2 separate regions of the Cricetulus griseus genome follow, and region 1 is linked to region 2. A link is a contact called in public Hi-C data. All regions are on one chromosome and are shown on one strand. The core of a region is the stretch at or near the end of the contact, and the rest is flanking DNA. Distances in the headings are between cores, read along the strand shown. Region 1 overlaps Rnf145 (RING finger protein 145). Region 2 holds the start of Ublcp1 (ubiquitin-like domain-containing CTD phosphatase 1).

The links. Hi-C and Micro-C count contacts between places; a contact is called where the count stands out from the background.
Region 1: a Hi-C map of fibroblasts shows a contact between it and region 2, with 2.9 times the contacts expected there. The contact joins the enhancer-like site here to the promoter of Ublcp1 in region 2. A contact is called at or near these places in 2 of 8 Hi-C or Micro-C datasets (the CHO-K1 cell line and fibroblasts).

The regions. Positions count from the first base shown.
Region 1 is chr7:59,168,965-59,173,456 of CriGri-PICRH-1.0, reverse strand. It overlaps Rnf145 (RING finger protein 145), which reads right to left. Exons shown (of 11, transcript XM_027425265.2): 4 at 1,061-1,152. Among named protein-coding and RNA genes, the nearest start is that of Rnf145, 23 kb to the right of the region's middle. Within about 2 kb of position 3,181, at least 2 of the 6 cell types and tissues checked have open chromatin away from gene starts, as enhancers often do. A contact at or near this core is called in the CHO-K1 cell line and fibroblasts, where this site is marked.
Region 2 is chr7:59,101,857-59,106,874 of CriGri-PICRH-1.0, reverse strand. Ublcp1 (ubiquitin-like domain-containing CTD phosphatase 1) reads left to right here and starts at 3,722. Exons shown (of 10, transcript XM_027425263.2): 1 at 3,722-3,867.

The DNA of each region.
Region 1 (4,492 bases), core at 1,932-4,431, 67 kb before region 2:
GTAGGAAAAGGGAAGGAAGGGAACATGTGTAGGCCGAGGAAGAACAGGTGGGCTGGATTGTAGCTTGATTGGTAGAGTGCCCACTAGTGTGAGAGGTGAGGGGTGGGTTTTTTGCTTTCTATAAGGTAGTTGTTTACCCACTGAGGCCCTAATTCCATGAATTTCCCACCAATCATGCAAACCTTTTTTTCTCTCCACATGACAAAATTTTTGTTTACTAAAAAAGCTGCATTCCAGTAACCTGAAGCACGGATTCCTGACCCCTTACCCTTTTAAAACTAGCCAATTTCGAAAGACTGAGTCAGACTCCAGCCAATGGGGAAAAGACAGTCGCCACCTGAGTTAAAATAAAATCCAAGTGAACTTCCTGCCCCAGCATACCTCATGCTTGCTAGCCAGATCTGGTTTCTGTCCCACACTTTCTGCAAATAATTGCTTGTCCAGCATCTTTTATTTTTGTTCATATGTTCCTTTGTACAAGACAATTATTCTTTGTTTCTAACATAAACACATATAAATCCCTGGGTTCAAGCCCCAGCAGTGATAAAACCCCAGCCCTCAGGAGGGGAAGCAGCAGTTCAAGTTCATCCTTGGCTACATGATGAGTTCAAAGCCAGTCTGGGCCACATGAGGCACTGCCAGAAATAAAGGGCAGGTGGGGGGCGGGCAAAGGAGTAGGGAAAGGAGGGAAGGGAGAAAGAAAGTAAAAGTACAAAGTCAGAGTCAAAGGGGGATGTGGCATCACTTGCCTATGAAAACAGGATCAGGGAAGCAGAGGGAGGACGATCAGGAGTCTGAGGGAAGTGGAGGGAGAAGTCTGGACCCACCCCCACCCCACCCCCCATCCCCATTACACAGCAGGACCCAGTCTGAACAACCAAACCAAAACAAAAGGAGCAAAATCCCCTAAATACAAACAAAAGCCCCCAAACAAAACAGTGACTTTATAGGGAGAGTAATAAACAAATCTGAATTTTTAAATTATGTTTTAAATGACTATGAATCAATGTTTTCTCATTAGATGGTAAAACCAATACCTTTAAATCTTAACAATACTTACCTATTAAGGCTGTGGTAAAGCGATTCAGGGAGAGAGGTTCTAAATACATTGGTCCTTCATAGGCAGACTCCAGTTCACTCCTAACATAGTCCCTGAATAAAAACAGTAAGAAGAATGTACTGCATGAGGGAGAGGTAGCTCAGTCACCTACTCTCATAAAAACTCATCTTACCACTTCTCTTTCAACATGCGAAAAAGACTTTAGATACAAAGAATTGCATACAGGGATAGGCTTCATCTCATCTTCCATGCAATGGGAAGAGACAGTTTACCAGCACTGCATTTGACTCTGCAGAAATTGTTCCTGAAGATGTAGTTTGTGGGAGTTTTCTTTTTCCCATCACCTTACTCAATATTTGACACCCAGTAAAAAAAACCAGTGGAGACATCCTCTCTCAAAACTAAGGAACAGAAAATGTCTAATGATAGACAGTACAGTAAATTCCTCATCTGGTTTGCTTCCATCAGCACCTCTGTCTTATTTCCTCCAAGGTCTATCCCCACCTATTCCATTAGCTATACAGAAAACAACAAACTAGCTAGAAAGCTGCTTCACAACAGGAAAACCCTTCACAGCCATTCTTTCAAAACTATAAAGAACCTATGATAAAAATTTTAATATCCAAGGAAAATATCTAAGAAGAGAAAAATGTAGTATCTACATTCTAACGGGCTTTGTTTTTTGTTTTCAGTCTATGTATACATCCATGTGTGGGTATATGTACACCAGTGCACGGCCTGTGGAGGCCAGGAGATGGCATCAGATCCCCTGGAGCTGGAGTTAAAGGTGGGAGTGCAAGGAACCCAATGTCAGTCCTCAGCAAGAGTAGCCATCTTAGCGTCTGAGCTCTCTCCAGCACCAGCACCTCCACTTCTAAAGAGGTACCATATCACATCAAATAGCCCTGCCCACAGCTAATTCCTTCAGTATGGGGCAGAAATGAACTGTTTACATTTGGAAAACAGAGGCCAGAAGCACAAAAGGGGAGAATATTGCCTATCTGGTAAGTCCACTGGGACTGCAACAAGAGAGTCGCTTGGAATTTTTATATTGAAGAAAGGAAGTTTATGGAAAAATGATTCTTCCCTGTTTGCCTCAACTGTTGAATGCTTTATGCTCTGTACTTTAAAATACTTTCAATGTTTCTAGTATTTCTGAGCAAACTAGAATTCTATATTTACTTTTTCCAAGGCATTACTTCCTGTTGGGCTAATCAGGCTGAATGCCTTCAGCATAGCACTGTCAGTTTGGAATGAGCTTTACATAACTAAGCAGTAGAGGGCTGCCAAAAATTCAAAATTTAACTTTTTTTTTCTTTTAAAGAATAGAAACCGTTCAGGGAATGTTTAAAACGACAGCACCTAAGGCTGCAGTCATGAAGCAATTGTCTCTTGGCACCTTCTGATGACTGTCTCTAACACATGACTGATTACTCACATTTACACTCAAAGAAAAAACCTGCTCAAGAGGGAAGGTTTTAGTCAGCATTTGTTAATCAGGATCAATTGGCTAAGGGGACACTTTTGTCATGCTGGCTTTCTCACCTGGGGAGGAGAGAGCATGACTGGCACCTGGTAAAGGCTAAGTAACATTCTACAGTGTGAACCAGGGTCTGATATAGAGGCACAAATGTGTTCTCTGCAAATAACACAAAGTTCTGATTGTTATGGCTAATCATCACATAACAACTTTATATAGTCCTAGGGTAGAAGAGAAATAACAGGCATATAGACACCATTAATACAGCGCCTACGAAATGATACTAAAGCAACAAAGTCTATCTAAAAGAAATGACTGAATCTTGGCATTGCCAGGTCCACTGAAGTCCAACTTTTTCCTTGTAGCCACAGCACAGTCTGTACATAGGGCACAGGGGACAGGGAAAACCCACGGACAGAAAGCAGACTACAGGTTGCCAGGGTTTGGGTTAGTGTGTGTGGGAAGGGGATATGAGTGTGGGGATATGAACTTAACCGCCTGTGGTTTTAAATGTCAAATGTACCACAACCTAGAATCACCTAAAAAGGCAGTCTCAATTAAGGGCTTGTCTAGAACAGACTGGCCTGAGGGAAGAGAATTTTGGCAAGAAATGCAGCTTTGGAAGAACTGATACAATGTACAGAGACATGTACAGTGGAGACTGCCTGACTGATGACTGGGAAGACCCACCCAGAATGAGACAACTCCTATTCCAGGGGCGGGGCCGGAACTTCAGAGAAAGCTGGCTGGGACTAAGGAAGCCAGCAAGGGTCCATACGTTTGTACTCCCTGCTCTTGAGTGCAGACTCGGTGTTCTGCACTACTGCTCGGACTTTCCCATGACAGGACTGTAGGCCAGAAAAACAACCCCTTCCCTCCCAGGTTGCTTTTTACCAGGATACTGTAACACAGCAAGAAAAGTGGAAGTAGGGTGCTGCTTGAGGAGCCTTGGGTTTTATTCTGATGTAATGAAAATGTTTGGGGATTGGGTAAAGCAATGAGTACACGAAGCATTCTGCCACGTGAATGCCACATCAACAGAAAAGCAAAATCAGCACACGAGGCTCCTCATGGGTCCCATGAGCTCAAATCCAGGAGCCTATGGAGATGGTGGAGAGGAGAGAGCCCTGTTGGATGTGTCACTGTTACCCACATTTTATGGCACAACTGCAGACTCAACAGTATCTTCTAGAACATCTTTAGAACATCTGACTCTGCTGTTCTGGAATGTCAGGGGCTCAGCACTATTTGAATGCTTTCTTTTAGTTCACCTTCTTAAAGGCTTCCCTTCGACTTTCCTCATCTTAAATTCTAATATCGCATAACTAAATGTCTAAGGAGATGCTAGGGACATAACTCAGTAGTAGAATGTTTGTCTAGCCAGGAAAAAAAAACTGTAACCCAAACAGAAACTATTGTATATGTATGCTGCCAACACCCTGCTGGGCTATAAGCAACACTACTCTCACAATTAGTTAGTTACAACTCTACAGAATCTTGGGAAGCTCCACCCAGTGCCACTCCTCCTATTTGAGACCCTGCCCCTAAGAAAGCCCAATATCAGCTGCTCCTTCCCCGAGATGCATAAGATCATTCCCATAGGCTATTTAAGGCCTAGCTCCCTCCTGCCTTCCCCAGGAGTCATGGCGAGTACTATGCTTTGCTCTGTTTATTAAATCTGGATTTATTAATTTGATTTGATTTGGCTTATTACTTCAGTGGAGGAACTCAGTAACTGGGGATCCAATACTTATCAGAACTGAATTCTTAAGCTGATGCATAGCTCTATACATGCATCCATCTTTTCCATCTTCCACACCACCAGGTTGCTTTTCATCTGGCTGGGTTCTGTCCCCCTTTTACGTTAGCATAAGTAACACTTGTTTTACTCCTCTCTTCACACGTTACTATAAAAGCCAAGTCTATATATACTACACCCCTTTGATCTTAAA
Region 2 (5,018 bases), core at 2,473-4,972:
GAGGTCCTGAGTTCAATTCCTAGCAACCACATGGTGACTCACAAACCATGTATAATGAGATCTGGTGCCCTCTTCTGGCCTGCAGACATACAAGAAGGCAGAACACTATATACATAATAAATAAATAAACTGGGGAGAGTAAAAAAAACTTAAAGCGAACTCAGGTTCTCAGGTTTCATTTGAATCAGTGTAATCTTGTCACTATGATGTGTCATGTACAGGAAACATTACAGTAGCAGCTGCAAAAATGTACACAAGCTTGGCGGTGGTGACACACACCTTTAATCCTAGAACTTTGGAGTCAGAGGCAGGCAGATCTCAGTGAGTTCAAAGCCAGCCTAGTCTACAGAGCTAATTCTAGGATAGCCAAGGCTCAGCAAAGAAACCCTGTCTTGGAAAACAAAACAAAAAACCAGCCAACCAAACAAAAACAAAAAACCCAAAACAAACAAACAAAAAAAAACATACACTAGAAAATGTATGCCAAGACTCAAATGCTACATGCACAAATCACAATGAAATTCCAAACAATATTTAAATAAACAACAGAAAGATAAGAGAAAAAACAGGAACAACAGAGGCCAAAAAAGAATGTGAGCAATTGAGCTTTAACACACAATAATCACATCCAATTGTTCTACTTCATTTCGAAAAGCCACACAACTGGAAATAACCAAAATTTCCAATGAAGAATGGTTACATTGTGATAAATCTATACCAGGGATTTACACTCAGTCATAAAAGAAAGTACTGGTTCCAAGGCCTTACATGGAATAAAAAGGCCATTTTGTGTGTATTATCCACCAGAGAAGACTACCGGAACATGGTTTGAAGCCAGTAGTCTGAACCTACTGAAGTTTATAGTCCTTTCTCAGGGTGAGCACTTAAGTATATATATAAAAAAACCACATCCTGTGTTGACACACTTTAGTTAGCAAGAACTGTTATCCAGAAGCAGAACTGTGAAAGACAAAAAGCAAAGTTAGTACATTTAGAGACTTTGCCAGAACAATGGACTCTGATAGATTAGGTCTCTGTTTTTGTTTCGGTAGGTGGTACTGTCTATACATGCTTAGACTTATGGCCTGAATAGTACTTCCATCATGGTGTCAATTGTGTTAAGGTCTGGGACCCTGCTACAATTTTAGAGGGCTTATATTGTATGCTTTCATTGTCTGAACATCTGGCTGGGGATTCAGAGGAATAGGGGTGGTTTCAAGAGTAACAGATTAGCACAGGTGACATGTATGATGATGGGACAGTTCTGGGTCTTGACTCAAGTTGTGACTATATACCTACATAGGATAAAGGGATAGAAAACTATATGCACAACCAATGAACTACACGTAGAGAGAGAAGATGTAATTACTAAGACAAAAGAGTAAGGAATGCACTTGACCTTTTTTTGCAACTCTTGAGAATCTATTATTATGTTTGTTTTTAAAATGTACACAAATATGATGGCACATGCCTGTAATTGCAGCACTTAGGAGGTGAGGGTAAGGAGTTCATAAGTTCCAGGCTAGCCTGATATGCATAGTGAGATCTTGTCTAAAACAAAACAAACCTTTGTTTTTTGTTTTTTTTAAAAATCACATACAAACTGTATATACATACACATATTATATGAAGCATGTAAGATATTTTCAGGCATAACCACTGAAGTTAACTGCTTCGGGTAGAAGGGAACTGTCTCAATTCATTCAGAAATAAAAAAAGTGAAGATGGGGGCGCACAGGGCTTAGATTATAGATTTGAAAAGGCTTGAAGGGGAACTCCAAACTTCTGGAACAATGCCACCTACCTAGAACAAGGGAGTAATTGAAGGTTTGAAGTCTGAGGGGAGTGGAAGTTTTAAGTGGTTGTTTTTGGGAAAGCAAGCAGAACAGAGAAAAGATGTAATTTGCCAGGCTTAGTTGAGAGCCTGTGGAATCTGTCCTGAAGGGAAGATCCTAGTCATTTTTTAGCATGGCAATTGCAGGCAAAATAATAATAAATAAAAGGCAAGGAGGCAGGTACACACACACACAGCAAGGAAGAGATGTTGGGTTAAAGCCCTTGAGATGGGACTGGAGCCATAATTCTTGCAAAGAACACAGCTTTGGTTCCCAGCATTCATGTGGGGAGTCACAACTATCCTTAACTCCAGTTCCAGGGGATGTGAAACCCTCTCCTTACTAGGCACGGATGTGGTGAACATATATACACAAAGGCAAAACACTCATACACATAAACAAAATCTTTTAAAGAATGGCTAAGACACAAAATTTAGTTGTTTTATTTCTAACAAGCCCAAGATATATATATATATATATATATATATATATCTGTTGATTAAAAAGACACACATATGGACATTATTTTTTTTCATTCCCCTTCCCTTTTTTAAAGAAACCAGTTTAAAAAACATTTTAGTTTTGTGTTTTTATAATTTTAAAAGTACATTAATTTTTGTGCTTGTGTCTTTGTGTGTGTCACAGCACGTGAAGTCAAAGGACAACTTTCAAGAGTTGGCTCTACCTTGTGGGTCTCTGGGATTGAATTCAAAATCACAGTTTTATAAAGTATCATATATACCTATCTAAGGATTAATGATTTAACATTCTTCAATTTGTTTTTTAAGGCTTTTTGTTGTTCTTGTTTGTAAACAAGTGATACTGGGAATTTCTTGCATGGACCAGAAGGGTTCTGCCCTGTTGAGGCTTCTTTCTGTCTGAGGCATTTTCATTTTGTACCCCAGGACTGGAACTAGAATTCTCTATGTCCAGGATGGCTTCACATTTACAGACTATCCTACTGCCCAAGCCTCCCAAATGCTGGGATTACAGGCATGAGACAACCGAAGGGGCTCAGATAGACTACTTTGTATGTGAAGGCTAAGGAAAACGTTATTTTAAGGAGGTACCCGTTTTAAATTCCTAAAAGGCAAGCTCCTGCAACTGTGACTCTTTGCCCCCTCCCCAGAAGTGTAAAACTGCTATGACATGATTAACTGCTTGCTCTGGTTTCTGTAAACTGTTTATCGTTATGCACAGACAGTGAGGCAATTCCTCATAGAGCTGCAAATTACACAGGGATGAAGTAATTGTAACCTGCTTTAAAAGCCCTCTTCTCCTTTTAGCTCACGGAAACTAAGGACAGCGGCAGCTTAAAGATAAAAATTTGGCTAATTATGATTTAAGTCGAATCTGGTCTCTCGGTGTTTTGGAACTCTGTAACATGTATTTCTATCTTGTAAAGAAAATTAGCAGTATGAGTGGGTGGGGTTCTGAACCGATACACCATTCTGGATCTCAGGCGTCACACAGACTTTTGTTCCTTGAGTGTCTGGGTCACTTTGGCCTGCCCTTTCTCTTTCCGGACACAGTTTTCCTCTCGAATGGGTACAATCCGAAGGCCCCGAAATTACATTATTACTGGCTCCTTGGGTCTATGGAAAGGTCTTGTTTTAAGTTCTCAAAAGTCACCTGCTCGTCTTCATTCGATACATGACATTGCCGCACGACGCACACAGATCGGTTTTGGCGAAAACACACGTCACAAGGCCGAAGCGCCCACCCGGGCTCGGAGCATGCGCAGAATGACCGGCGGCCACCCAGGAACCGGGGGTCCCTTTTACAGAGGTCACAGTCTGGAAAAGACTTCGGCTTTCTTGCCACTCCTTGGAGATTCTTGGCCGGGGATCCCCGGGCTTAGCATTTGAAGAGAAACCAAACAAAATGCTGCTTTGTCCCCCTACAGCACATTTCCGGTTTCAACCACACATTTCCGCTCGCCGGTTCCGGCCCCTCCCCTTACTTCCGGTCTCCGTAGGTTCCGCTGCGGCCGGCTTTTGCGTCTGCTGTGGCTGGTTCCGCCGCGCTCCAGGTGAGAGGACGCGGGATTCGCTGGCACGCCTGCCTGTGAAGGCGACGCTGCGGCTGGGGGATGCCACTGAACTGCATGCGCTTTGTGGTTTGTTTCGCTGCGGGCCGGGCGGGCTGGGACCGCGACTGTCCCGCCCGGCGCCCAGAGGCCCCTGTCCCGGCGCGCTGCGGGTCGTGGCCGCCGCCTTCGCATCCGGCCTTCTCACCTGATCCCAAGGCTTCCCACACCCTAGAATGTTCTGAGTCCCTCAGGCCTCATTCCTCCCTCTTGCTGCGTCTGCCTCGCCCTTTCCTCAAGGTGGTTGTTGAAGGCATCCCGGGCAGCTTGTTTCTGGGTCTCTGCCTACCTTCAGATGCTCTCCCGGGCCCGTCCCAGTTGCATTCCGCGCGGCTGCTGCTGGCCTGTACCCGGGCCCGGAGACCACCACCACACGCTCACTTTTGCCAGGCTTAATGACAAGTTCACACTGCTACTTTTGAAATTGCCGCCTTTAAGCTGCTTTTAGTTATGCGGTGTTGGGCGCGTCGCTGTGATTTATTTTGCAGGTTTCTAGTCTGTATAGTGAGGGCAGTTGTTAGTTCAGGATTGTGAAGATCAGTTGAGATAGTTACGATGGTTAGCATGCTCTTCTCTCACGGTTCATCCATCTTGCAGCTTACAGAGTGTCTTCAGGTGTCATCGTTTATTAAAACACGTAAATTCGAATTGACTCATCCTAGGGTTTGGCAGGCTGAAGGCCAGAGATAAGAATTGACTAGGCAAAGCCAATGCAGGATGTTAGGCAGAACTCCGATTTAAATGTATATTCTTTACATATCCCGCAAAAATGTACTTCTGAGTTTGATTGCCATCCTCCTTCGGGGATTTATGTAATAAACTATTAGAATTGTATAAGAAAAAAATATAAAAATGCTCATGTGTTTACGCCCTGCATGATTCTCAGTAGTGATGAAATAAGATTCAGAATTTTTTTTAAAAAAGTTGTAGGAACTTAAGTGGTAAAAGTTTGTATAATCTTTGTGTTTTCTATGCCCGGATTTTTAGGGCATTCACCAACTTGTAGTTACCATTTGTGGCAGAAGTTCGTTATGAAATAGTGCTGTTTTGTTAATCACATAGAGTGCCATTGGCAGTGTTTTCTAAAGCTGGTA